Regions from separate parts of the Mus musculus genome. Here all the other regions are linked to region 1. A link is a contact called in public promoter capture Hi-C data. All regions are on one chromosome and are shown on one strand. The core of a region is the stretch at or near the end of the contact, and the rest is flanking DNA. Distances in the headings are between cores, read along the strand shown.

The links. Promoter capture Hi-C pulls out the DNA fragments that hold promoters and counts their contacts.
Region 2: a contact with region 1 is called in a promoter capture Hi-C map of embryonic stem cells, with 2.6 times the contacts expected there. The contact joins the promoter of Clec4a4 here to the promoter of Clec4e in region 1. A contact is called at or near these places in 4 of 39 promoter capture datasets (the C10 cell line, embryonic stem cells, liver and 1 more).
Region 3: a promoter capture Hi-C map of macrophages shows a contact between it and region 1, with 6 read pairs. The contact joins the promoter of Clec4a3 here to the promoter of Clec4e in region 1. A contact is called at or near these places in 6 of 39 promoter capture datasets (embryonic stem cells, liver, macrophages and 1 more) and 1 of 9 other capture datasets (liver).
Region 4: a contact with region 1 is called in a promoter capture Hi-C map of macrophages, with 7 read pairs. The contact joins the promoter of Clec4a1 here to the promoter of Clec4e in region 1. A contact is called at or near these places in 7 of 39 promoter capture datasets (the C10 cell line, cranial neural crest, hematopoietic stem and progenitor cells and 4 more), 4 of 115 datasets of contacts at active chromatin or transcription factors (bone marrow-derived dendritic cells and embryonic stem cells) and 2 of 9 other capture datasets (adipose tissue and embryonic stem cells).

What each region holds. Positions count from the first base shown.
Region 1 is chr6:123,285,062-123,292,026 of GRCm38.p6, reverse strand. Clec4e (C-type lectin domain family 4, member e) reads left to right here and starts at 2,156. Exons shown (of 6, transcript NM_019948.2): 1 at 2,156-2,315; 2 at 3,038-3,133; 3 at 5,509-5,595; 4 at 5,668-5,819; 5 at 6,443-6,558. The coding sequence starts at 2,279.
Region 2 is chr6:122,987,041-122,994,683 of GRCm38.p6, reverse strand. It overlaps Clec4a4 (C-type lectin domain family 4, member a4), which reads right to left and starts at 4,317. Exons shown (of 6, transcript NM_001005860.2): 1 at 4,236-4,317; 2 at 2,808-2,924. The coding sequence starts at 4,317.
Region 3 is chr6:122,951,356-122,958,411 of GRCm38.p6, reverse strand. Clec4a3 (C-type lectin domain family 4, member a3) reads right to left here and starts at 5,768. Exons shown (of 6, transcript NM_153197.4): 1 at 5,463-5,768; 2 at 4,260-4,376. The coding sequence starts at 5,544.
Region 4 is chr6:122,918,778-122,925,572 of GRCm38.p6, reverse strand. Clec4a1 (C-type lectin domain family 4, member a1) reads right to left here and starts at 3,725. Exons shown (of 6, transcript NM_199311.2): 1 at 3,494-3,725; 2 at 743-856. The coding sequence starts at 3,599.

The DNA of each region.
Region 1 (6,965 bases), core at 907-3,406:
GAATCATGTCAAGTAACATATAAATGTAGATCTATCAGAATTATACCAGATTTCTCACCAGGGACTATAAAAGCAAGAAGATCCTGGGTAGATCTCATACAGACACTAAGAGAACACAAATGCCAGCCCAGGTTAAGATACCCAGCAAAATTCTCAATTACCCTAGATGGAGAAACTAAGATATTCCATGACATAACCAAATTTACACAATATATTTCCACAAATCCAGCCCTTCAAAGCATAATAAATGGAAAACTCCAAAACAAGGATGGAAACTACACCCTATAAAATCACTGTCCAATGCAGGAAAATAATCTTCTTTTTTTATTTTTTATTTAATTTTTTATTAGAAATGACCTAAGGAGCTGAAGAGGTTTGCAGCCCCATAGGAGAAACAACAATATGAACCAACCAGTATCCCCAGAGCTCCCAGGGACTAAACCACCAACCAAAGATTACACATGGAGGGACCCATGGCTCCTGCCACATATGTAGCAGAGGATGGCCTTGTTGTTCATCAATGGGAGGAGAGTCCCTTGGTCCTAAAAAGGCTTAATGCCCCAGTGTAGGGGAATTCCTGGACCAGAAAGCAGGGGTGGGTAGGTTAGTGAGCAGGGGGAGTAGTGAGGGAATGGAGTTTTCAGAGGGAAAACCAGGAAAGGGGACAACATTTAGATGGTAAATAAAGAAAATATATAATTTTAAAAACAGAAATAAACCCAACCAAGGAAACAAACATAAAACTCTACAGTGAAAACTTTTAGACTTTGAAGGAAAAAACTTAGGAAAAAGACCTAGAGGATAGCAAAACCTACATTGCTTATGGGTTTCAAAAGTTAGTCTAGCCTACAAAAAGAATCTTGAGACACAAAAGACCAATGATACAGAAATAAAGTTTTCTTTTGGCATGTTTGTCTGGAGTATCAGGTCAAGGATTTGGTAACCCCATGGTTTGGATCTTGGAAATGATGGCACACCATGATAGAAGTCAAGAAACCATTGAAGACTGAAATAGTTCAGACTCTTTCAAAGCCACTGAAGCTATGGCCATTTCACAAGAGCTCATCTCTATACATCCACAAAGCCTCTTCTCTGGGGAGCAAAGCCTTACATATGAAATTTCAGTGACAACTCAACCAAGCCATATCAATTTTAAAATATGCTTCAAGATACTTGAAAAAAATCCACGTGTCTGTAAAATAAAAAGTTCTGAGGGAAATTTCCAATCTGTGGAAATAATAGAAAGTTTCCTTGAGGCAAAAAAAATATTGTGTAGCACATAGGAAATCTGGCTCATCAAACACGGGGATTACCAAGTCATATGTGTAGCACTTCTATCTCCTGACACTCATAACCTCAAGACAGCTGATACTAGTGTGACTTTTACAGACATTAAAGAGTCTTTAGAAAACTTGTAGGAAGTTAAGGAAAGACATCCTATATCAAGCTCACATTCCAGACAAACACTGAGTTCTGTCTAACTGAAATTGCTTCTGCTGACACTCAAATCTGTTCCTCCTCTAAAATTTCCAAATAAATAAAAAATAGAATTAAAGTACCTAATGAGTCCTTAGACATTGTGTGTCAGTTTAAGAAACTGAACTGACTCACAAAGGCATGTGTGGCTGATCTATAAAACAGTCCAGTGGATAGCATCTTGGTAAAGGGGTCAGATTCCACACAGTGAGCACCTAAGAGCTGGTAAAGGAAGAGGAACAGAAAGGACCTAAAGAAAACTTTCATTGCCAACTTGTAAATATGCACATTATGTTCCCAGCTGTGTGGTGTGGGCAGAGATAATTTAGAGGCTCTCAGCCTCCTGTCTGTGAACAAATGTATACTTGATAGAAACAACAAACAAACAAAAAACAACAAGAATTCAGAATGTGGTACTGAGGCACATAGTGCCAAAGGAAAATCGGGACCAAGTTAGACTTTGAGAAAAGTAAGGCATTTACCAACTAAAATAACACAGATATATTTTTCAGGCCTCTCTGCCATTTCTCTTGATGCTTAGCATATACTTCATCATTTCCTCTTTTGTGGTCTGGAGTGAGAATTGGCGTGGTGTCCACTAAACTCCTTGTCCTTGTGCAAGAGAGGAAATTCTGACTTAATTGCACATCTATAAAGCACGTTGACATACTGTGCTATCCGGTCTGTTAGTCTTGAACTTTTAAAAAGAGGGCCAAGGATTCACCATTCAAGACTCACTTTCCAGGGGCTCTTTCTAAACTGAGAAGAGAAGGAAAAGGAAGAAAGGCAGGAAAAAGGAAGAATGAATTCAACCAAATCGCCTGCATCCCACCACACAGGTACAATCTAGGCATCCTCCTTGACTCTCTTAGAAGTTTGCCAAGGGCTAGGGTGATAGAAAAGCACTTACTGAGGTGGAAACAAAACAAAAGAGAGGAAAGGTCAGAGCTCTTGCTGAGGAGTCTGGGAGAAGGGGCCAAGGGAGGTGGGAGGAGCTTGCCTGCTGACTGTTTCTACCTTCTGTGATACTCTGAATGTCTTTGAGCAAGTCCTTCACTTCTGTGGAATTTACTCGAATTGTCTGTAAAATGTATATCTGGCATAAGAAAGTACTTACTGCATGGCTGCCAACTGTTTGGTCTAATTTACAAAAAGCTTAAAAATGAAATGCTGAGAAGAGCCCAGCAGGAGAAAGACTAGAAAGGCAAAGGGAGAAAGTGAGGTAAGATGAGAAGAGAAGAAAGGGAGGAAGCACGGAGGGCAGTCCTTAAAGTGCAGAAGCATTTTAAATGGGGAGAGTAGAAATGAAAAGCTCAGACTTCTTAAGGTGTGGTTTCCAGGCTAACATCGGCCGGAAGCAGAGGCTTCCACACGGCTCGCCTGGATTGTTAGCTTTCTGGGTGAGGACCAACAGTCTCCAGAGGGCACGGATGCATGGGCAAGCCTGGGGACTGGTAGATATGAAATGAAAACAGGAAGGAGTAAAGATAAAGTCAACTCAAATCTCGTTCGTATATTGCTTTGGGAAGATCCACTGTGTATTTTATCCTTCTTCCTACAGAGAGAGGATGCTTCAAAAACTCCCAAGTGCTCTCCTGGACGATAGCCGGGGCCTCCATCCTGTTTCTCAGTGGCTGTTTCATCACCAGATGTGTCGGTGGGTTCTGATGATCAGATTCACTCTGTCTCTCCATGGCAAACACTAGCAGTAGATTCTTGCTTGGTGCATCACTTTTCCTATAAAGAGGCTTTTTGGTTTTGTTTTAATAAAGTTTTGTGCATGCTATATTTAATTATTCTTGACCGACTTTGTTGTTTAACAGTTTCATATGTGTATATAATGTTTTCCATTACTCTTTCTCTCACACCCTCTCTTATGTACCTCCCTTCACTACTAACCCCACCTGCTTCCTTTCTCAGTTTCATGAGTTTTAGTTAGTTTAGTTTAGTTTAGTTTAGTTTAGTTTAGTTGGGTTTAACATGGGCCATCTGTATGATCACAGAGGGAGGGCATCCATTGGAGGAGGGCATCCATTGGGGGAGAACATCCATTGGAGGAGGGTATCCATTGGAGGAGGGCATCCATTGGGGGAGAACATCCATTGGAGGAGGGTATCCATTGGAGAATGATAGGGTCATTCAGAGTACACAATTGAAAGGAGCAATTTCCCCACTCCCTGAATCTATCAATAGGAAGCACTCCAACAGAAGACGTACCCTTCTCCAACCATTCTTTGGCAAACCCAGCACAGGCCTGTTGGTTTGTGATTGTAATAGCTGTGTCCTCTCCAGAAGATGCCGTTTTCCCAACTATTCGCCTTTTATTCAGGCTATTACATTCTTTCCCTTTTCTGCAGTGTACCCAACACCATAAAATGGGTGATTAATATCTGGTTTAGAGATGAACACTATCCATTATTTATTCTCAGCACCTTGTGTAGTCCTGTACTTCTTCATCCTCTGCCAGTCACCACCATGACAGGCTCTGCGATGGAGGCTGCGCTGTGTTTATTCATCTATGGACATAAACACAAATATATAAATGGCAACTTGACACTATATTAATTTGCGCTTCCTGGTTCCACCTTTCCCCTCAAGGTGTCCCGATGCTGCTGGTACACTGGCTTGGAGAGGGCTGGGCAAAGTCCTGAAAGCGTGGGGTCCACAGTCTGCCTCTTCCCTTGGCCCTATCAGTCGCTGCTGCAGACTGGGCTGAAAGATTGAAGCAGAGTCTGGAACAGGCAGGATCCCCATCTGGTTGGGATCAAGTCGGCTATGTGTGCGTGGAGAAGGCTTTTGCTAAGAATCTTAGTGTTACGGGTCTGACATCTTTAATGAAGCAGCTCTCTGAGACAATCTTAGCTTGTCAGTATTTTGTGGGAGGTGGATTTGAATGCATAGACTTTATTCAGGATGAGCCAAGGGTTATATAGTTTTGGAGAAGAGCATGAGAATATCCAGAGAAGGTAAAGGTCATTGGCTGAAAGCTACGGCTACTGAAATGCCTCATTTTTATGGAGAGGTGTTCTAGGTGCTGAGTCCATGACTGACCACGTGGTTAAGGGTCACCTGGTTATAGGCTCTGAAGCAGGCATGGAAACAGGGAAGGAGCTAGTTCTACTCCTGCCACTCTCAAGTTCTGAGATTTCCAGGGTTTAAATATGCTCTACCTCACCAATTCCATACCATTCCTCTTATGGCATGGTCCCACACTCCACATTAATTCAGCTAAGTGGTTCTCAACCTTCCTAATGCCTCAACTCTTTAAAATAGTTTTTCATATTGTGGTGACCCCTGAGTGTAAAATTACTTAGTTGCTACTTTGTAACAGTAATTTGGATACTGTGATGAATAGTACTGTAAATAAATATCTGCTCTTCAAGATATCTGATAAGCCACCACCAAAGTGGTTGAGACCCACAGGTTGAGAACCAGTGACTTAGTTTAGACGTGATATTCATAGGCTCAGTTATGGACTATGATGTTCCCTGCTGTGGGTTTTTTTTTTTTGACCAGATGTATAGCATCATTTTATTTCAATTTTCTCTCTATCCATCCTCAAGCCCTAGGCTGTTTCCTAAGCCAGAAACTCAACTATAACTGAATTTCAGTCATCTCTGCATATTTTTGCAGTGTATATTTTCCATTCCCTTGGTGCTCTTGAATTCTTCCTCTCAGACCACTATCATTAGGTCAGCCTTCTCTATGAAATGTTAACCTGCAGCTGAGATACCTGGTCAGGATGAGGACACAACAATTTTCTTTATGGATGGAAGGTTTAGATGATTAGACATGACTCAGAAGGTACTGCAAACATGTATCAAAAATAAAACTTATTCTTCTTAAGTTAGGAAAGCCATCAAATATGAATTACTCTTTCTTTGAGGAAGGGCATCCCAGTATGGAGGGGGGAATAGTGGGAAAACATTGTGACCACTGTTGGCTGTTTTGTTATGAGCACAAAACAGGAGGGCAAGGGTTTCAGCACTGAAAAGGACACAAAGCATTAACCACTTCCCTTTCCTCTTACAGTAACATATCGCAGCTCTCAAATTTCCGGGCAGAACTTACAGCCACATAGAAATATTAAGGAGCTTTCCTGCTACAGTGAGGCATCAGGTATAACCATCTGCAGCACACAGAATCATTAGCAAAGTTTCTGGGCAATGTCTGAAGCCTTTCTCCTCTTAGGTTCAGTCAAGAATTGCTGTCCTTTGAACTGGAAACATTATCAATCTAGTTGTTATTTTTTCTCTACGACAACCTTGACCTGGTCATCAAGTTTAAAGAATTGCTCAGACATGGGGGCTCACCTGGTGGTTATCGACACACAGGAAGAGCAGGTAATTGGCCAACAAACTCTTCAGTGCTGATGCCATGATCTTTTCAGATATGTTCACCTGAACCTGTGATGTGTGAGCTGCAATTGTTGCCAATGGTGTGGGCTGAAATGTGCCCCTGTCACTGTTTCTCTGCATGACTTACATTCTCTCTCACCATTGCTACAGTCTTTAAAATGATAATTTAAATGAGGAGTTCCCATATTAACTAGAATGGAGGGGAGAGTACGAATCTAATTCTAGAATAATATTTTGTTGATGGATACTTGTAGAAGTGAGGGCAAACATCTAATACAGGTTGTCTTCAGGCTGATTAATTTCTCATGATAAATAGATACATCATATGTGGTTGTCATTAACATCAGAGAAACTTTGAATGAATTACCAAGAATCTCGTAGAACTTAGAAGGTCTTCATCTGTTGAATTTTGTTACTTGTAGCTTCTCACAATGAAAAAAATTAATAGATAGCCTTCAGTAATCTTAAAGTTTTAAGCATGCTTCTCAGGTCTAGTCTCATTCTGTTTCACCTCTTCTGAAAACTAATGACTTTAACATTTCCTCAGAATGAAAAGACTTGATTTCATCTATTAATAATAATAGTTATTATTATTATGTCTTCCTTAGGAATTCCTTTTTCGCACAAAACCTAAAAGGAAAGAGTTTTATATTGGACTGACAGACCAGGTGGTGGAGGGTCAGTGGCAATGGGTGGATGATACACCTTTCACAGAGTCCCTGAGGTAAGTACTGTTCTGCAAGAAAATTGTCTCATTAGATAACCTTAAAGTGAGAACATACTGGGGGAAATGCTCAGGTTGGCTTTTGTTACAATGATGCAAGTTCAGATCCATCACTGGTGACAATGGATGCAGGAAGAAGGAACTGGGAGGTATAGGCTTCTAGCTTTCCCATTCCCTAGGATTGCCAAAAGAATGAAAGAGAAATATTAGCTGAAAATGAAAAGGAACTGAAGAATCATTGACTTACAATGCAGATTTTTAAAAGGGTAAAATGGAATATTTTGCCCTAAAATAGAAATAATGGAAAAATAGTAACTTGAAAAAGACAGAATATCCTTATTTTTTTTTACTTTTTTTTGTTATTTTTTAAATTTTTTTATTTAATTTTTTTTTTACAGTCCGGGTTT
Region 2 (7,643 bases), core at 3,068-5,567, 300 kb after region 1:
AATGGAGGAGTGTTCCTCTTTCTCCACATCCTCGCCAGCATCTGCTGTCACCTGAATTTTTGATCTTAGCCATTCTGACTGGTGTGAGGTGGAATCTCAGGGTTGTTTTGATTTGCATTTTTTGATGATTAAGGATGTTGAACATTTTTTCAGGTGCTTCTCTGCCATTCGGTATTCCTCAGGTGAGAATTCTTTGTTCAGTTCTGAGCCCCATTTTTTAATGGGGTTGTTTGTGAAACTTATAGAGGAGAAAGTAGGGAAAAGCCTCGAAGATATGGGTACTGGGGGAAAATTCCTGAATAGAACAGCAATGGCTTCTGCTGTAAGATCGAGAATCGATAAATGGGACCTCATAAAATTGCAAAGCTTCTGCAAGGCAAAAGACACCATCAATAAGACAAAAAGACCACCAACAGATTGGGAAAGGATTTTTACCTATCCCAAATCAGATAGGGGACTAATATCCATTATATATAAAGAACTCAAGAAGGTGGACTCCAGAATATCAAATAACCCCATTAAAAATGGGGCTCAGAACTGAATAAAGAATTCTCACCTAAGGAATACCAAATGTCAGAGAAGCACCTAAAAAAATGTTCAACATCCTTAATCATCAGAGAAATGCAAATCAAAACAACCCTGAGATTCCACCTCACACCAGTCAGAATGGCTAAGATCAAAAATTCAGGTGACAGCAGATGCTGGCGAGGATGTGGAGAAAGAGGAACACTCCTCCCTTGTTGGTGGGATTGCAGGCTTGTACAACCACTCTGGAAGTCCGTCTGGCGGTTCCTCAGAAAATTGGACATATTACTACCGGAGGATCCAGCAATACCTCTCCTGGGCATATATCCAGAAGATGCTCCAACTGGTAAGGAGGACACATGCTCCACTATGCTCATAGCAGCCTTATTTATAATAGCCAGAAGCTGGAAAGAACCCAGATGCCCCTCAACAGAGGAATGGATACAGAAAATGTGGTACATTTACACAATGGATTACTACTCAGCTATTAAAAACAATGAATTTATGAAATTCCTAGGCAAATGGATGGACCTGGAGGGCATCATCCTGAGTGAGGTAACCCAGTCACAAAGGAACTCACACAATATGTACTCACTGATAAGTGGATATTAGCCCAGAAACTTAGGATCCCCAAGATATAAGATACAATTTGCAAAACACATGAAACTCAAGAAGAATGAAGACCAAAGGGTGGACTCTTTGCCCCTTCTTAGAACTGGTAACAAAACACCCATGGAAGGAGTTACAGAGACAATGTTTGGAGCTGTGATGAAAGGATGGACCATCTAGAGACTGCCATATCCAGGGATCCACCCCATAATCAGCTCCAAACCCTGACACTATTGCATACACTAGCAAGATTTTGCTGAAAGGACCCAGATATAGCTGTCTCTTGTGAGACTATGCCGGTGCCTGGCAAACACAGAAGTGGATGCTCACAGTCAGCTATTGGATGGATCACAGGGCTCCCAATGGAGGAGCTAGAGAAAGTATCCAAGGAGCTAAAGGGATCTGCAACCCTATAGGTGGAACAACATTATGAACTAACCAGTACCCCAGAGCTCTTGACTCTAGCTGCATATGTATCAAAAAAATGGCCTGGTCGGCCATCACTGGAAAGAGAGGCCCATTGGACACACAAACTGTATATGCCCCAGTACAGGGGAACACCAGGGCCAAAAAAAATGGGAATGGGTGGGTAGGAAAGTGGGGGGGTAGGTATGGGGGACTTTTGGGATAGCATTGGAAATGTAATTGAGGAAAATATGTAATAAAAAATATTAAAAATTTAAAAAATAATAAGGATGGCCTAGTCGTCCATCACTGGAAAGAGAGGCCCATTGGATTTACAAACTTTATATGACCCAGTACAGGGGAATGCCAGGGCCAAAAACGGGGAGTGGGTGGGTAGGGGAGTGGGGGTTGGGTATGGGGGACTTTTGGGATAGCATTGGAAGTGTAAATGAGGAAAATATCTAATAAAAAAATTATAAGATAAAAAAAGATTAAATAATAATAAGAAAAAGAATAGCTATCACAACACAACACTTCCAGAACAATGTTGCAGACCCTAGTTTATTTTCATCAGATATAGTTCTTTTACATAGCCCAGGCTAGCTCCACACTTAGTGTCCTACTATCTAACATCCTGAGTAGCTGGGATAATAAGAGTCTGGCATTATAATTAGCTGACACTGATTCATTGACTTTCTTCTAAATTTCTTGAGAACAGAGTCTGTGTTCTTCCTGGACTTGGTCTGACACATCATCTGTAATACACTATTGTGTGCTATTACTATATTATTACTATTACTTTACTCTGAGTGTGTAAACAAATGAGTAAAGCATCCTAAATATACGACTTTTCATGCATTTTTTAAAAATTTTTCATACACTCTCAAATCTTTGATGAACAGAAATCCACCCATTTGCTCAGGTTGCTTTTAGATTTCTCATAATACTGGGCAGGACAGAAGCAGCTAGGAATTAGCTGAAGAACTCTTCTTGGACAATTTCTTCCTAGCTCTTTCTTGTCCACAAGTTCACATTAGATGAAAGAGCCCTGTACACATACAGCTTGACATCTTGATGCAAATGAAAAAAAATGTAGATTTGACCTCTTAGCCTAATAAAGACAGTCCCACACAGACACTCATGAATGTGATTTTAATTTTCACCAAAGAATATTTCTTCTTCATATTTCCATTAAATGCCAACTGCTAGAGTGGAACCTGTCTTCATCTAAGGCAGACAAGGCCCATTGATGTGTGCAGGATACTTACTGATAAAAGCAACTAAGAATGTGATTGCCAGCAGCAGGAGAAGTAGCATCAGGGATGTAAGAAGCAGTGAGGGGGAACCAGGCTTTCTTAGATCACGGATAGGTTTCTCTCTGGGAGCTAGAAGGAGAAGCACATTCATTTCATGAGAAATAAGTCCATCCTTGTTTCTTCTTTTCCACACTTCTTTTTTCCCATTTTGTCTAGGATACATAATTTACTAATAGTATGAACATTTCAAGTAACAGAAAAATAAAAGCACAAACTTACACTGTTGAAATAACTGATATTAATATTTTGAGATCTGAAAAATATATATGTGTGTGTATATACATATATATGTGTATATATGTATATATATGTACATATATATATATATATATATATATATATATATATATATATATATATATATGAAAATACTTGGTTCATAGCCTTTCATGGAGGTGTGTGTGTGTGTGTGTGTGTGTGTGTGTGTGTGTGTGTGTGTGTGTGTGTGAAGGGAAGTGTAATGAGGTAGGATCTCACTGTGTAGTACTGGATGGTCTGCAACTCATTATGTAGACCAGACTGGGCTCAAATCTTCAGTGATCCTCCTGCCTCTGCCTCCTCAGTGCTGGAATTAGGCCAATCCTGGCCCTTGCAGTAAATCTTAAAGTATGTGCATATAAAGTGTTTTCCTGCATGATGACCCAACATAAATAGTGCCACCTGGCCTACAACTTTTCTTTACATTAGTATTGTAAATACATTTTCATTTCACTATGTTTTCTTAGTGTTCTTTATTATAGATTCAGCACTGTATACATAAATAACTTCCAAACTGCCAAAATATTAAAGACACATATACAATAACAGATAAATATTTCTATTCATAGTCCATCACTTTAGCATAATGTCTGTCTGCTAGCCACCACCACATGGCTGGAAACTTCATGGAGGAAGGTACAATTTAGTGGCACAGCAACTAGCCATCAAGTGAGAGGTTCTTCTGTGATCTATAGTATAAATGAAAAAGTTCCTTCAAGATAAAATCTCAACACAGAAACAGTTTTCATGAAGTTACAAAATACTGTCAAACATAGAAGGTAGAGATCACTATTAAACAATATGACTTCATTTTCAGAAAAAAAATGTATTTATGCTCATTTGTATAGAGCAGTAAATGCAGCAAGATTCAAGGTTTAGTTTCTGTAAATGGCAAGAGCAAAAAACATTCTGAGAAAGCTTTTCCTTCCCACTATAAAACTGTCCAGCTCTTCAAGTTGATCTACAAATAGTTTAAACAACTAAGACTCCAGTAAAATACCAGATGGGAGCGCTCAAAGAATCATTCACAAATACCACCTAACTTTGCTAGTGGCCATTCCTTTATCCTCCAGTCTACATAAGTACAGAAAGGTGGTTTTGTTTCCTTTTGTTTTGTTTTACCTGCAGGACATTTTGAGTAGGTGTCCAAGGAGTCGGATTCATTCGTGATCCTCACTTCTGCATAAGTGATTTCTGAAGCCATTTCAAGAAAAGACCTGCCTCCCTCAGAAAGCACAACTCATTCTCTCTCTAAGGCTCTGTAGTATGTGAGAACCAATTGCAGCAACAGGTTGTCATGTCACACAATTGTATGAAAGAAGAGGCATGTCTCACTAGGTTAAACCACATGAGAACAAGAAACCACAGCACGGAATCACTCAGGTCACACAGGGGAAATCCAACCTCTTAATACAAGAAAATAAGAATTGTAGCCCTCAAACCCACTCAGCGAGGTATGCAAGGACTGCAAAGTGGGAACTCAAAGGGGGAAGAAAAGAAATAGGAAGGAGAAGAAAAGAGGAACCATGCTATTAGAGAACTCTATCCTAAGACACAGCAAACATAAACTCGCGCAGTTCTATATGCAAACCAGTTTTCCTTTTTTTTAAGGAAAACCAGACAAAATGGGCAAACACTTAAGACATGACATTGATTTTGACTGAAGAAACAAATTGTGATATCACATTCTAGAGGATCGTTGTCCCTCACTGCCACGCACTTCAGTCGAGTCAGCTTGACAGACTGTGAAGCCTAAAAGCCACTCACAAGGCAGAGAGTTTCAAGGAAGCTCACCTCCTGGAGTTTATCCATATACTCTATTCCTGCGTTAGTCTGGTGTATGGATCTATGAGCTCTCTTTTAATATTTTATTATAAATACCTTTTAAGATTAAATTATGTTATAGTTAGTCTCCCCAGTGTTCCAAGATCCCAGAAGCGGCCAGAGCTTAAAATCCTGTGAGAAGGCAGTAAGGAAGTTAGCCTATTCAGTAACTAATTAAGCATTACAATAGACAGAGCCAGTGGCTCAACTGGTCTGCAGAAAGAGCCAGAGAATCTCTCCAAGATAGAAATCTTCAGTAAGGCTACATTGAATATTAAAAGCAAGTTGGTATATTCTCCTGACAACTGGAGATTCTCCAGATACTTAAAAGTTACACTCATATAAGAATTTAGCAAGGCCTAGGAAATTAGGTGGGTTGTGATATTACATTATTCTTGAGGTCTGCCAAGAGCAGAACCCCCTGGTGCTAGCCTTCACAAGGTTCACAGGTATAACACTAAAGTGTAAAATCCTTGCCTGTCACTAAGCTGACCCTAGACAGGACTGCTTTATCTTTACTGTAAACATTTACCTGGTTCCTGTAAATCCTTTTAAAGTCATTCCTTTGTTTTGTACCTGGTAACTTCAATGTACCTTGCCTGCTGTGACTTCCGACCCTTGTATTTTCTGTACTATAAAAAGTTTGATGCTCAACCTGACAAATACATTCAGATTCTACACAACCTCTCCTGTGTACATCTGTCTGTCATATCATCCAATGCTTTGCCCACCTGCGACTAGAGACCCGTTCCACGCAGACATAGGGATCAGAGGGTCTGCGACACCTCACCATTGTGTGGGATCCCACTTTTCTCTCAGCTGCCTACAGTATTGGGAAGGCAAAGCTCATATCCTGTTTCTTCTGAAGCTGATCCTCTGAACACTCTGCCTCCTGCCACAGGTACATAACTACCTGCATGGGGACTCTCCACTCACTTTGATATTGGTCACATCTAGAGCTCCTGAAACAGCTCTGGATAGTAGCTTGTGGGAGGACATTGTTCTCTTCTTGTGTCTCTCTTAATCCTAATGCTCCTCAGCATGAGCTAAGTGTTCACTGCACTGTTGGAAAATCAAATGGGTCACAGTGTAAAAGAGGGGACACTTACATTAGTTGCTAAAGTTGGGATGATTTGAGTCCCTCCCACAGACATCTTCCAGCTCATAGCCACAAGCTCAACCTTCAGTTCTTCCAAATACTTTCCTTCTTTGAATCTCCTCTAGCTACTCCCATGCTTTTACATATAACAAGCAAAGAGTGCATAAGAAACACACACACAGTTTTTATTGGTTTTTCTCTTGCTTTTGTATCCAAACACACTGAAAACCATGGGTTCACACTATAATGGCCATTTTAATATAATGCCACAAATTTCATTTTATTTCCCAGATTTCTGCATTTCTAACCTACATCTATGAGTGAAAACAAATCTATGTTTATTATCTGTATCTCAAACTGCCAAGTGATAATCTTTAAGATGCTACTCCTCTCCTTCCCTTAACATCGATCACCCTTCACTAAGAGGCCTGTCCCTTCTGACTGGGCTCCAAACTTCAGGTCTCCTGAAGTGATACCTTCCTTCATTAGGCTGAATATTTCCACACAGGACCAAACATATTCCTGAAGTTCTTACACCTTGGCTGTGGAAAACCTCCTTTGACTGACTTGTGCTCTGACTCCTCATACTGATCTTTAAGGAGACTTCATTCAGCTTCTTTGGGGCTTTATTATTCCACTAAGGTCACCTTGATGGACAGAAATGATCATTGCCCTAAAGGTATTGAGTGGCCACACAGAGGTATCCCACAAAACAGACATCATCCTTACCTTGCCAGTCCCTGAAACCCACACCAACACTGCCTTCTGTTTAGACACTCTCCTCATCCTACTTGACTGCTAACCCCCAATGCCAGGTCACCCACAACCAGGCAAGAATACTCTCCTTACCTTAATAGACAGTAATGTCCCATACTGAGCTTTCCACCATATACATTCTGCCCATGCCTGGTCTACCCCCTGCAAGGAAACTTATACTGAGAATTTTGGAATTTTAGTTTCTTCTAAAAAAAAACATAGAAATATAAGAATATGTTTTCATTTTAATCGAAGTTGTGGGGGTATGAAGTTGCTTTGGACTCTTCACAGCAGCTAGCTATGGTCAACCTTGTGCTCTAGTAGTGGTGTGATTTTGCCAATTTCTACTATTGTGTCATGTTTGGAATTCTGGGAACTTTCCAGAGGGCATGTAGATTCTATAGCCCCAATATTCATGGTTGGTGATTCTTGGGGGGATGGGGGGGTTGTAGTTTTGTTAGTAGTCATGCTCAAAGAAGAAAAAAAGGAAAGAAATTAGATTCAAGGATCTCTCTCTCCCTCTCTCTCTCCCATCTATCCTTTTTCTCCTATCTAGTTAAAGTGTGGTGAAATGAGAGGGAGCAGAGATAAAGTGTGGGAAAAAGAAGAATCCACAAAGTAACAAAGGAAGACAAAAAAAAAAAAACAGGCAATATGTGGTGCCTCAATCTGGGGCTCAAAAATTAAAAATAAAAACGAGAAATTTGATTTCAAATGCCATGAAGGAAATGACATGGGGTGGGGAAAGATGGATACTTTGTTTTAAGAAGCCAGTAAAAAGTTTATTGCAACTGCTACTACTAGGATATCCCCAGCAGTGCTCTCAGAGGGATTTTCTGGATTGTTTTTTT
Region 3 (7,056 bases), core at 4,519-7,018, 340 kb after region 1:
TTCAGTTTGTGTGTCTTTAAGACAGCACAATTGCCAACCGCAGTTTTGTGGCAAAATGGGCCATTGTTGTGGATCCATCCAAACGTATCCCCAGCTAAAATAATAGATTGGTATCCTGATGCAATTGCACAGCTTGCCCTTAGAGGCCTAAAAGCAGCAATCACCCACTTTGGGCGAAGTCCATATCTTTTAATTGTACCTTATACCGCTGCACAGGTTCAAACCTTGGCAGCCACATCTAATGATTGGGCAGTTTTAGTTACCTCCTTTTCAGGACAAATAGATAACCATTATCCAAAACATCCAATTTTACAGTTTGCCCAAAATCAATCTGTTGTTTTTCCACAAATAACAGTAAGAAACCCACTTAAAAATGGGATTGTGGTATATACTGATGGATCAAAAACTGGCATAGGTGCCTATGTGGCTAATGGTAAAGTGGTATCCAAACAATATAATGAAAATTCACCTCAAGTGGTAGAATGTTTAGTGGTTTTAGAAGTTTTAAAAACCTTTTTAGAACCCCTTAATATTGTGTCAGATTCCTGTTATGTGGTTAATGCAGTAAATCTTTTAGAAGTGGCTGGAGTGATTAAGCCTTCCAGTAGAGTTGCCAATATTTTTCAGCAGATACAATTAGTTTTGTTATCTAGAAGATTTCCTGTTTATATTACTCATGTTAGAGCCCATTCAGGCCTACCTGGCCCCATGGCTCTGGGAAATGATTTGGCAGATAAGGCCACTAAAGTGGTGGCTGCTGCCCTATCATCCCCGGTAGAGGCTGCAAGAAATTTTCATAACAATTTTCATGTGACGGCTGAAACATTACGCAGTCGTTTCTCCTTGACAAGAAAAGAAGCCCGTGACATTGTTACTCAATGTCAAAGCTGCTGTGAGTTCTTGCCAGTTCCTCATGTGGGAATTAACCCACGCGGTATTCGACCTCTACAGGTCTGGCAAATGGATGTTACACATGTTTCTTCCTTTGGAAAACTTCAATATCTCCATGTGTCCATTGACACATGTTCTGGCATCATGTTTGCTTCTCCGTTAACCGGAGAAAAAGCCTCACATGTGATTCAACATTGTCTTGAGGCATGGAGTGCTTGGGGGAAACCCAAACTCCTTAAGACTGATAATGGACCAGCTTATACGTCTCAAAAATTCCAGCAGTTCTGCCGTCAGATGGACGTAACCCACCTGACTGGACTTCCATACAACCCTCAAGGACAGGGTATTGTTGAGCGTGCGCATCGCACCCTCAAAGCCTATCTTATAAAACAGAAGAGGGGAACTTTTGAGGAGACTGTACCCCAAGCACCAAGAGTGTCTGTGTCTATGGCACTCTTTACACTCAATTTTTTAAATATTGATGCTCATGGCCATACTGCGGCTGAACGTCATTGTTCAGAGCCAGATAGGCCCAATGAGATGGTTAAATGGAAAAATGTCCTTGATAATAAATGGTATGGCCCGGATCCTATTTTGATAAGATCCAGGGGAGCTATCTGTGTTTTCCCACAGAATGAAGACAACCCATTTTGGATACCAGAAAGACTCACCCGAAAAATCCAGACTGACCAAGGGAATACTGATGTCCCTCGTCTTGGTGATGTCCAGGGCGTCAATAATAAAGAGAGAGCAGCGTTGGGGGATAATGTCGACATTTCCACTCCCAATGACGGTGATGTATAATGCTCAAGTATTCTCCTGCTTTTTTACCACTAACTAGGAACTGGGTTTGGCCTTGATTCAGACAGCCTTGGCTCTGTCTGGACAGGTCCAGACGACTGACACCATTAACACTTTGTCAGCCTCAGTGACTACAGTCATAGATAAACAGGCCTCAGCTAATGTCATGATACAGGGAGGTCTCATGCTGGTTAATCAACTCATAGATCTTGTCCAGAAACAACTAGATGTATTATGACAAATAACTCAGCTGGGATGTGAACAAAAGTTTCCGAGATTGTGTGTTACTTCCATTCAGTATGAGAAATTTACTAGGACAGCTAATTTGTCAAAAAGTCTTTTTCAGTATATGTTACAGAATTGGACGGCTGAATTTGAACAGATCCTTCGGGAATTGAGACTTCAGGTCAACTCCACGCGCTTGGACCTGTCCCTGACCAAAGGATTACCCAATTGGATCTCCTCAGCATTTTCCTTCTTTAAAGAATGGGTGGGATTGATATTATTTGGAGATACACTTTGCTGTGGATTAGTGTTGCTTCTTTGATTGGTCTGTAAGCTTAAGGCCCAAACTAGGAGAGACAAGGTGGTTATTGCCCAGGCGCTTGCAGGACTAGAACATGGAGCTTCCCCTGATATATCTATGCTTAGGCAATAGGTCGCTGGCCACTCAGCTCTTATATCCCATGAGGCTAGTCTCATTGCACGGGATAGAGTGAGTGTGCTTCAGCAGCCCGAGAGAGTTGCACGGCTAAGCACTGCAATAGAAGGGCTCTGCGGCATAATATGAGCCTATTCTAGGGAGACATGTCATCTTTCAAGAAGGTTGAGTGTCCAAGTGTCCTTCACATACGTTCACCTAGGACCATGAGAATCTCCCAAGACAGAACAGTCTTGGTGAAGCCAGGGAGCAGGAATTACATCGATAGTTCAATTAGCCTACAAAGTTTTAAGATAGATAATGACTCAGCAACAGCTACTAAAAAAATAAATTACAGAGAGGAAATAAGTGTAGTATGCTATGTGTTATTTTTTATATATGAGTCCAAATTTGTCTGCCTCAGCCATTTCATGGAACACTACACATTTCAGTAATGCACTGAAGATATTTGTTCATATCTTCCATGCTCGCATATGTCTATAGCAATGCCAGCACACACAGGTCCAGATGTCATCTCCTCCTGGCTTTTCTTAGCCCCTGAGCTTACTTCTTACTTCTTACCTGCATAGCATCACCCATATGATTTTTTTAAGCACTGGTTCACTTGAACATTCTCAAAACTTCTTGAGACTGGGGGCCAGCATGTGGACTCTCTGACATGCTGCCCAATACATAGTAAATGGATATTAGTAATTATTGAATGCTAAGTATAACACCTACATAAAATACAGTTTATAGTTTTAAATTTTTGATGAATGTGAAAGCTAATTTACAGAGAAATCCACTGTTTTCTAAATTAGCTTTCTGGCACTGGCATAGACTCACACGAGAGAGCTATATCAGGGTCCTGTCAGCAAAATCTTTCTGGCATATGCAATAGTGTCTGGGTTTGGTGGTTGTATATGGGATCCCCGGGTGGGGCAGTCTCTGGATGGTCTTTCCTTCCTTAGCTCTGAGGATGCTCACAGTCATCTATTGGATGGAACACAGGGCTCCTAATGAAGGAGCTAGAGAAAGTACCCAAGGAGGTAAAGGGGTCTGCAACCCTATAAGAGGAACAACGATATGAACTAACCAGTACCCCCAGAGATGTGTCTCTAAGTTGCATATGTAGCAGAGGATGGCCTAGTCGGCCATCAATGGGAGGAGAGGCCCTTGGTCTTGCGAAGATCATATGCCCCAGTACAGGGTAATGCCAGGGCCAGGAAGTGGGAGTGAGTGGGTTGGGGAGCAGGGCCGGGAGAGGGTATAGGGGGCTTTGGGGATGATTTCTCTTTTACGTGTACCTATGCTAAATAAACAGAATTTTAAAGGCAAAAAAAAAAGAGTATAGGTGAGGGTGTTTCTTCCCCCACCCACCCATATATCCACCCTACTCCCTCCCTGTCATCCCCCAGAGTACGCTCTCAGAGGCAAAGGGACAGGGGAGGAAGAGAAGAACTCTGGAAGTTGGGCAACATTTAGAATATAAATAAATTGAATAAATAAATAAATAAATTTTTAAAAATAGCTTGCAGGTCTCACACAGACTGGGACAGAAATATATATATATATTTAGAAGGAGTTCCACTGGAGCACTGTCCCTAGAATAGCCTGGTCCATGACTTCTCATCCCCTTCTCATTCCAAAAGATGAGCATCTGGGTGTCCAATGGGGCTGGCTTCTAAATGCTGCCAAGGAGACACAGATTCATCCTCGGTACTGAGATCTAACAGATGCTCCAGGACATGTTTCTCTAGGCAGAATGGATTCCATCATTTTTACAGGACAGTAATTCTGAGACAGATCAAAATTTCCAATACTTTCTATCGCCCCAGAATAGGTTTCTTTCCCAGGTTTCTGGATAGCTGTCTGTCTAATAGCTACTTCTCTCCTTGCTTACTTGTTCCTCTGTACTTGTACTTACTGATCAGAGCACCGGAGAATAAGATTGTCAACAGCAGGAAATAGATTATGAGTGAGGTAAAGAGGACCTTAGAGAATTTGTGACAACTTTTCTGAGACGTGTTCTTCCTTTGGGGAGCTGAAAGACAAACAAAATTCATTTCTTGAGTTCTGTTATTTCCTCTTCTTTTTCCTATTCTGTTGCTGTGCCTGATAAACACTAATAATGTGATGTTTGAAATAATAAGAGAATGTAAATATGAAACAATCATGTTAATTTTAGAAACATTCCAAAATATAGAATAATTCATTCTTAACATTGAGGATAATTGTCGCCAATATTTGATATTCATTTTCCAACACGTTTAAAACTTTCACACATAAATTCATATTTTCTGCAATTGGCACATCATAAATACTGATTTGTGGCTTTTTTTTTTTCATTAAATCGTGAATTTTTTCCTTTATAATTTTTGTATTATTTCTGAGACAGAGTCTTGGTATGTTCCCAAGGTAGACCTTGAATTCATTATGTAATCCAAGCTGGCCCCAAACTTATAGCAATCCTCTGTCTCAGCCTCCTGAGTTTTGCTACTACAGACATGGGGTGAAACATCCAACCATTTTTTTTAATATCATCATGTCTTCTTTATCAGTTTTATAATGACTGCAGAGTATTTCATCTTATACTTTTAAAGTCTTACTTCCAACTGCAAAGAATGTGATAGTCAAGAAGTATTTGTAAACCTTTGTATACCTTTATGGTAACAATCGCTACATTTTTAGTCACCACTTCTAAAAGAGTTACAATACTTTCCAACCATGTGTAAGGTCCTGCTTTCAGTCTCCATCACTGGGATGAAAAGAGTGAAAGAAGCTATGCAACACTTAGATACCAAACAAACTATGCTATGTTATCAAATAGAGAGTGGGGAATTATTATACAGTAGCCTAACTTTTGAAACAATATGGTACACATATTTATGTGTATCTACATGTAGAAAAGATACAATATACTCGTATGGTATTATTTTTCTCTAGATGGTAAAAGTAAAGACAACACTTTCTCTTCTCCACTGTACAATCCTATGACCTTCCATGTCTGTCTACAGGCAACACACTTGGCTGAGGCTCCAGGGACCTGCAGGCATAGCCGCATCTAAGACCATCTGTCTTTGTCCTTTACCGAATCACTAACTGGGAGCAGCAGAAAATGCTTTCTTACCTGGCCAAGAGTCTGTGTCGATGTCTGAGGAGTCAACTTTATTTTTGAAGTTCGTGTTAACATAAATGTTTTCTGAAAACATGTTGAGATGAAAGTTTCCCCTGCCCTCAGAAGATGTGTGTCATCCCGTCTTTAAAATATCTCCTGAACAAGAAACAAACGTGACAGCAAATAATCCTGACACCAGCTAGAAATGAGAGGCAGTAACAGACAGCTGCCCTCAGCTTGCAGCACTCCCCTGGCCTGCAAAGGGAGTATCGCGGACAGAAAATGCATTCCGTCCAATCATAGAATTACAGCTATACCAAGAACCCAGTGGGTGAGAGAAGAAAACAGGAAGGAATGAAAAAGAGGAACCAGGGCATTAGAGAAGTCAAACTCCCTACGGAGTTGAGATTCTGACACTCACCCTGAGGCACCCTCCGCAATCAGGCCTCCTTTACCCAGCATGTGCCAAGTTCTACTCGTGATCTCTGAAGAGCTGCCAGTGGGTCTTCCTGAGTCTCTAGCACCACACTCAAGTCCCTGTCACGGACAGAAGCATTCTTCATCCCAAAGGCACCTAGTACACACCCTAGACTGTGGCACCACGCAGGGACAGTCTCTTCACCCTTCTCAGTCTCTGGAAACCGTTCCAGCACTGCCTTATGCATGGGCACTCTCTTTAACCTGCCTGGGTTCTGACAGGCCATTTCCTCCACATCCTAGCAAGGATTCTCTCTTTATCTTGAAAGTCGCTGAGTTTCCAGCTTGTATTCTCCACTGTCAGTCACATCCTGTGCCTCGCCTAGCTCCTGAAACCCATGCCTGGTTTGTGAGAAAGGTCCAGCCATCCGGTTTAGTCTCGGAATCTCAGCCTGATTTGGAGCCAAAACTATGCACGGTCCCCATCCTCCCAAATGCCAAGGTATCATCCCACGCTGCTCCTTGAGGACCCTCTGCTCACTCGTTTGGGGTTCTGACTTCCTGTGAGAAGTGCCCCAAGCATGGGTGCCTGCCTCACCCTATTTGAGTTCAGACTCCTCACCTGCCCGCTGTCAGACACAGCTGCCCTCCTCACCTCTCAGGTTTGTGGACCCACCCCCAAGGCCATGCGCTTTCTCATCAGCATGCCAATATTCCCCTCACCGCTTAGGGCTTCAGTTCTGCCATCAAGCCAGCCCTCTGCACAGTCAGATCATCGCATCCTACTATGGACACCTGCCCTGACTGAAATTGAATTATTTAGTAAGCAAAGAGAAAAATCACATTTTTAAAGGATAGAAGAAGGGCAAGAAAATTCGTAGTTCTCTGTACGAGGTTCCGGGACGCAGTGATTCATGGACACATACCCTCTCGCCTGTAATTGCTCGCTCCCAGAGACCATCCTTCAAGCTCCTTATGCAAAAGTGAGTTCTAAAATTGCCGCTATCTCCCTAGGGGAAAAATTCACATTGTGAGCTAACTACACTGTGTCATCCACAGTCCCGTACCCAGCTGGCTTATAGCAGCAAGCACTTATTTCTCAATCACAGTTTATTTGTGCTTAGGATCTGCATACGGATGACTGTAGTGATGCTTCGTCATTCTGGAGCCAAGGCCACAGAGCAATTGA
Region 4 (6,795 bases), core at 2,476-4,975, 370 kb after region 1:
CTTTAAGAGCAGGGTGATTGTTCTCTCTAGACCCTCCAACACACTGTCCAACACACAGTAGATGGATATCACTAATTATTGAAGGGAAAGATAAAATATACAAAAATATACTAATTTTACACTATTATTTTTAGACAAGTAGGCACCATGTAGCCCTGGCTGGCCTGAAACTAGAGATCTACCTGCCTCTGCCTCCTGAGTGCTAGGATTAAATTAAAGGCATATGCCAGCATGCCTGGCCTTGCCTTTAAATTTTCTAATAAATTCAGAAAGCTAACCTTATATAAAAATCCTCTATTTGTTAAATTAGCTTAGATCTCACATAGTCTGGAGCAGGAACAAAATATTTAGAAGGATTTCCACTGGAGCACTGTCCCTGGAATAGCCTGGTCCTTGTCTACTTACCCCCTTCTCATTCCAAAAGATGAGCATCTGTGTATCCAATGGGGCTGGCTTCTAAATGCTACCGAGGAGACACAGATCCATCCTCGGTACTAGAATCCAATGTAGATACCCTAGTATGTCACTTTGTGACACCAACAAACATGTATATGATTCTCTAGTGACAATAAATGATTTTTACAGGAAAGTCATTCTGTAATTAAAAATTCCCAAATGTCTTCCCAAAGAAAGTTTCTTTTCCAGATTTCTTGGGGAAACCACTGATAAATTACCTGTTTCTAATGGATGTCTCTCTTTGTGCCAGACAGACATTGCTTACTTATTCGGTTGGCATACTTACTGATCAGAGCAACAGAGAATAAGATTGCCAACAGCAGGAAAAATATCCACAAGGCAAGAAGCAGCCTGGGAAAGCCAGGGTTACTTTTGTGAATAGTGGTCTTCTTTGGGAGAGCTAGAGGAAAAAATAAACTAATTAAATCAGTAATGAATTCTACCGTTTCCTCTTCCTTATCTTCTCCCTTTTCTGCCATAATATATCAATAGTACAGACTCTTGTAGTATACTTGGTATTCTATTTACTTGACAATATATTGCAACTTTAAGAAATTAGTTTGTATTTGGGGGACAATTTTATCTTGAAGGAGAGTTTGAGTGTCCCTTTCTCCACCCATACTGGAGAAAGAAAGCAGAACCTCACACATGCTGAATGCAAGCTCTGTTACTAGAGTTACTAGGGTCTATACTATTTCTGAGAGGTTGTTTTTTTTTTAACTATGTGATTATTTCAGCCAAACAGTGGATGGAGCTTGAGGACTCTTATAGAAGACTAGGAGGAAGGATTGTGGACTCCAAAGGGTATAAGAACTCCACAAGAAGACCAACAGAGTCAACTAACCTGGACCTTTGGGGCTCTCAGAGTCTGAACACCAACCAAAGAACATACACAGGCTGGGCCTCTCCGCTCATATGTAGTAGATATGCCACTTGACCTTCATGTGGGTCCCAAACAACTGGAGTGGGGGTTTATCCCAAAAGCTGTTGCCTGTATGTGGGATATATTCTTCTAGCTAGGCTGCCTTGTGTCTGGTCTTAGTGGGAGAGGAAGCACCTAGCCTTGCAGAGACTTAAAGTGTCAAGATGGGGAGAGGAGATATCCTGGGGGCTCTGATCCACTCAGAGAAAAAGGGGTGGGGGAGTGGGGAAGGACTGTAGGAGGGGATGACCAGGAGGCAAACAGTGAGTGGGATGTGAAGTGAATAAATAAAAAATAAAATAAAATAAAACTGTATAGGAAGGAAACAGTGATGTCCATTGGATAAACATGAAAGCACAACTTTCTATCACTGACAAGAACTCATTAATATTGGTATTTGAGAGACACGAGTGTGTGTGTGTGTGTGTGTGTGTGTGTGTGTGTGTGTGTGTGCCCTTTTATGGAGTTTTAAGGTGTACATGTGTGCACATTTCCCCATATGACTGACATATCACAATCACTTTGTTTGTTTGTTTGTTTGTTTGTTTGTTTGTTTGTTGGGTTTTTTTGGGGGGGTGGTTTCGTTCTTTTGCTTTTTTGGTTTTTTTTTTTTTTCGTTTTTTCGAGACAGGGTTTCTCTGTATAGCCCTGGCTGTCCTGGAACTCACTTTGTAGACCAGGCTGGCCTCGAACTCAGAAATCCACTGCCTCTGCCTCCCGAGTTCTGGAATTAAAGGCGTGTGCCACCACACCCGGCACAATCACTTATTTCTGCTCTGTTATTTTCTGGACATTTTTCTGTCACCATATTTTCTTCTTTAATGTTCTTTATTATGGCTACATAGAACTTTGTTGTATATTGAAATAATCTCCCAAACTGCCTCTAGCATTACTGTGAAGCATGCAAAACTGACTAAGTCTGTATAAGCATACTTCCCATGTTTCTGATATGGTCTAATGTCATCTTTTTAGCTGTCTCTTGATTAGAAACCATTTTCTGAGTTGACAGAGACTGAGGGGGGAAGAGGCATAAAAGAAAGGGAGAAAGAAGAAGAGAGTAGTGGGGAGGAAGAGGCAAATGTCACAGCTGCTTTCACACTTGGTGAACTTAGATGTGTGGTGTGTATGTGTGTGTGAATGTATTTGTGTATGTATGTGTGAGTGCTGGTGTGTATGTGTGTTTGTTTATGTGGGTGTGGGTATGTGTGCATGTATGTGTGAATGCATGTATTGTGTATGCTGGTGTGTGTGTATGCTTCTGTGTGTGTGTATGCATTTGTGTGGAGATATATGAGTGTGTTGGTGTGTGGGTGAGTATGCATTTATGTATGTGTGCACATGTATATTCGTGTGTGTGTGCATTTGTGTGAGGAGTGTGTGTGTGTGTGTATGTGTGTGTGTGTGTGTGTGTGCGTGCGCGCACATGTGTGTAGAAATAGATATGTGCCATGAAAGCAGAAGGGAGGAATATTTCAGAAAGAGGAAGGGATGATCAAGAGAGCAAGGAGAGAGAATGGGATAGGGTTAGGGATGTACACAAGGGATAGTGATGTCTGTATAAAATGCCAAAATGAATCAAATGGTTGGCTTACACGCTAGCTAAAAATTAAATAAAATTCTCTCAGAAATAGTATAGACCCTAGTAACTCTAGCAATAGAACTTATACTCAGCAAGGATGAGGCCCTGCTTCCTGTCCCCAGTATGGGTGGAGAAAGGGACACTGAAACTCCCCTTCAAGATAAAACTATCCCCCAAATATCAATATCTGAAAGTTATGACATGCTGGTAAGTAAACAGAAAACAAAGTAATAGATAACATTATTTTCACAGGTAAAGTATCGTTTTACATACATAAAAAACATGCAGTAGAACTCAAACTTTCTCTAAAGACAGTATCCTGAACTCATTTCTTTGCCCAGTACAAGGCAAAGCCTTTCAAAGCTACTTGACAGACAGTTGAACCTGCTGAATTATCTCCTGTCTCACACCACAGCCTCTGAGACAGCCAGCACCAACATCCCGCAGGCCTTGTTCGTAAACACCTTCTTTCATTTCACCATTAGCTTAGAACACCAGAAAATGATTCACTGTTCTGGGGGTGCAGGAAGGTTTACCTGAAGACGAGTCTGAGACGGTACATGAAGACGAGTCTGAGATGAGGCCTGAGGAAACAGGTTGATTTTTGAAGTTCACGTCAGTATAAATGTTTGGTAATGCCATATTGAGAAGAGACCTGCTTTCTTCAGAGAACCTGTGTCAGTCTTAATACACTTAATATAAACGAGAAATAAACATGGTAAGGATTAATCCAGCATCCAGGATAAGGTGCAGAGACACTTAATGGGCAAGTACCTCTGAGAGTACAGCATGAAAATTTAAAACCACAGGGTGGAACTCTCTGGGCCACAGAGGGCTGATCCCCACAACCAGAAAAAAAAAAAAAAAAAAAAAAAAACAGAATTGCAAGCTTCAAACGCATTTGTCATGGATATGCAAACACTGTGGACACTGTGGCCTGAACAGGGAAGAGGAAGAAAAGTGGCAAGGAAAGGAAAAAGAGGAACCAGGCATTAGAGAAGTTTCCCCTGAAACCGGTGCTCTCAGCACTCCACAGCAGAGTTTGGGCATTTCCACACACAAACGTGATTTCTGCAACCAACATGAGCTAAAGCTGCCTATAGGGAGAAACAACATTCACTCTAGCCAAACAGCCGAGTTCTGACCTCTCCATTCTAAGAGGGTCCTTGACCTTGGCATCTTTCTGGCTCTTCAGAATGTGCACCACTGTAAGACAGGGCAGATTTCCAAAGTCTGCAACCTGTGTTCCTTCATCTTGGGAGTGAGGAGCTCCTAAAAACCAAGCCAAAGCCCTGGGATGGCTCTGGACTTTGTCTTCTGCTGTGTCGAGTTCCCACCTCTTCTAGCAGTTCTTCTGCTTTCTCCAGATTCCCTGGGAGACTCTGGAGGCTGGCAGACTGTGCCTGGCTGTCATCTACCATCTTCACTCATGCTATGTGCTGCTTTTTAGAGTGTGCGCGCACACACACACACTGCCCCGTATGCATGCTCCCTACACAGACCCTGAGATCATTTCTCCCGAGTGTCTCAAGTTTGTTCTATATCTTCTCAGGAACATGAGAAGCTCAAGGCACTGGGAGATTAAACCTTATGTGTCTTACCTACGGAGTCAACACAGTTCTTCACAACTCAGGAATAGGAGGATATGCTTTGTCAAGCTTGGCTGTGAAGCATGGATGCGCACACAATCACATACATGCCTGCAACGCACATACCACAGCATCGAGACGCTGTGGGCTGCAAGGAGCAGGCCCTCCTTCAGTAATGTGGCAAAGTTGCAATTGACAAGAGAAGCCACAGAAAAATTAGATACCTGAGGAGAAAAAGGCCAAATGCTAGGAAATCAGCAGCATTCTTAAAATAGCTGAAGGATCAGAAACAAACATTAGGTCATTTAAACTGAGTGCTGTGAAATAGTTTAAAAGATATCCACATAACTAGCTCAGAATAAACCAATGAACCATCCACCAATCCAAGGGAGGCCCAGCCCCAGGAGAACTCACCAGCAGCCACCCAAGAAGGCAGTGATGGATGGTGAGACACAAGGGGCCTGTGCAGGTACCTGGTGCCAATATGTAGAATTTCTCCAGAGAAAAAGAACCATCCTGGGACCCCACATTCAAGTGCCCAAAACTGTCAACCCAAAGTCACAGCTCTTACCACAAGGGAAGTAAGTAACAGTTTATTCTGGAGTCAAATATGAGTGACACTGATGTGGAGATACAGGGTCCTACTCTTCCCAATGCCGTGTTCTAGTGTGCTGCTGACATTCATAAAGTCTTTATAGTTGTGGAAGGAAGCAGAGGCAGTAATTGTCCCCAATGAGAGTAACTTGGAAGAAATGTAAGAACGTTGCAAAAGAATTCAAAAGTGAGTTCAAACAATTCAAAAGAATGATAATGATTATGCTCCCAAAAGTCAGCCTAGCATTAGAACGGCACTACCCATAAATCTCCCCCTTAATGGAGACATCTCTAGAGCAGGACATCCTCCCTGCCTCTGTGTCTCTGAAACAACATTCTTCCTGATAAGCTGCCAAACTCTCCAGATGCCTGTCCTTGAGACCTTAAAGAAATAACAAACTCAAAGGAGATTAGGGCCCCACATTTAAATCATGAAGGAAAGGTAATCAGAGAGCACAGACAGTTACAACCGGCCATAAAATTAGTCCCTGAACAGACACACATTAACCGCCCCCCCTTCCCGGCTTCAGTTCCATCCCACCAAATGATTACAGCCCTCCTCTCCCCTTTTCTGTGAACATTCAGGAGATTCCTAACTGTACTGTATATAAACCCAGTGTTTTCCAGACTCAGGCATCCCTTGCCAGCATTCACCCTGTGAGTGTGAGGCATGTGATCCGAGTTCAAACTTGAAACAAGAAGATTTTTGCAAATTGCAGCAGAGTTTGAAATTCTTGGGCTTTGGGTTTCCCATGATTCAAGACATAGCAAGTACATACCATACGTGACTTTCTGGGTCTAGGTTACCTCCCTCAGGATGATATCTTCTAGCTCCATCCATGTGCATGCAAATGTCATGATGTCCTTGGCTTTTTTTGTTTTGTTTTGTTGTGGTAGTGGTTGGTTGGTTGGTTGGTTGGTTGGTTTTTTCGAGACAGGGTTTCTCTGTATATCCCTGGCTGTCCTGGAACTCACTTTGTAGACCAGGCTGGCCTCGAACTCAGAGATCTGCCTGCCTCTGCCTCCCAAGTGCTGGAATTAAAGGTGTGCGCCACCACTGCCCAGCTGTCCTTGTTTTTAATAGTTGATTAGTATTCCATTGTGAAAATGTGCATTTTCTTTATCCATTCTTGGGTTAAGGTGTTGGGGTCGGCCTGCGGCTCTCATGTCCAGGTTCGAGCTTGGGAGGCAACCTGGAGCTGAAAGAAAAGAGGGAACCTAGGCAGGTCGAGAAATAATGGAACCAAAACATGCTAGTCTGTTCAAGGTTCAAATGTTTAATGGCAACTGCGCTTATAAAAAGGGGGGGAGGCCCATTCCCGCCAATTCATCCTTGGAGCCTGGAACCAGCTGCAGGTGATGATGTGCAGGATAGGGTGTAGTCTCTGGAATAGCTCTGGGGCCTCTCAGCAGGTAACGGTATATTGAAGAGGAACAGCCACAGTGGCTGAACAATAGAGTGATCTAGGGAGGAAGGCTCCATCCTAAGTAATCCCCTTAGTGACAGCAAGGTCAAGGTCTGGCTCAGCCAGCTTCAGGCTGAGAGAAGGTTACATTAAGGGACATCTAGGTTGTTTCTAGTTTCTGGACATTATAAATAAAGTAGCTACAAAGTTGAGCAAATGTCCTTGTGGTATGGTGGAGCATCTTTTAGG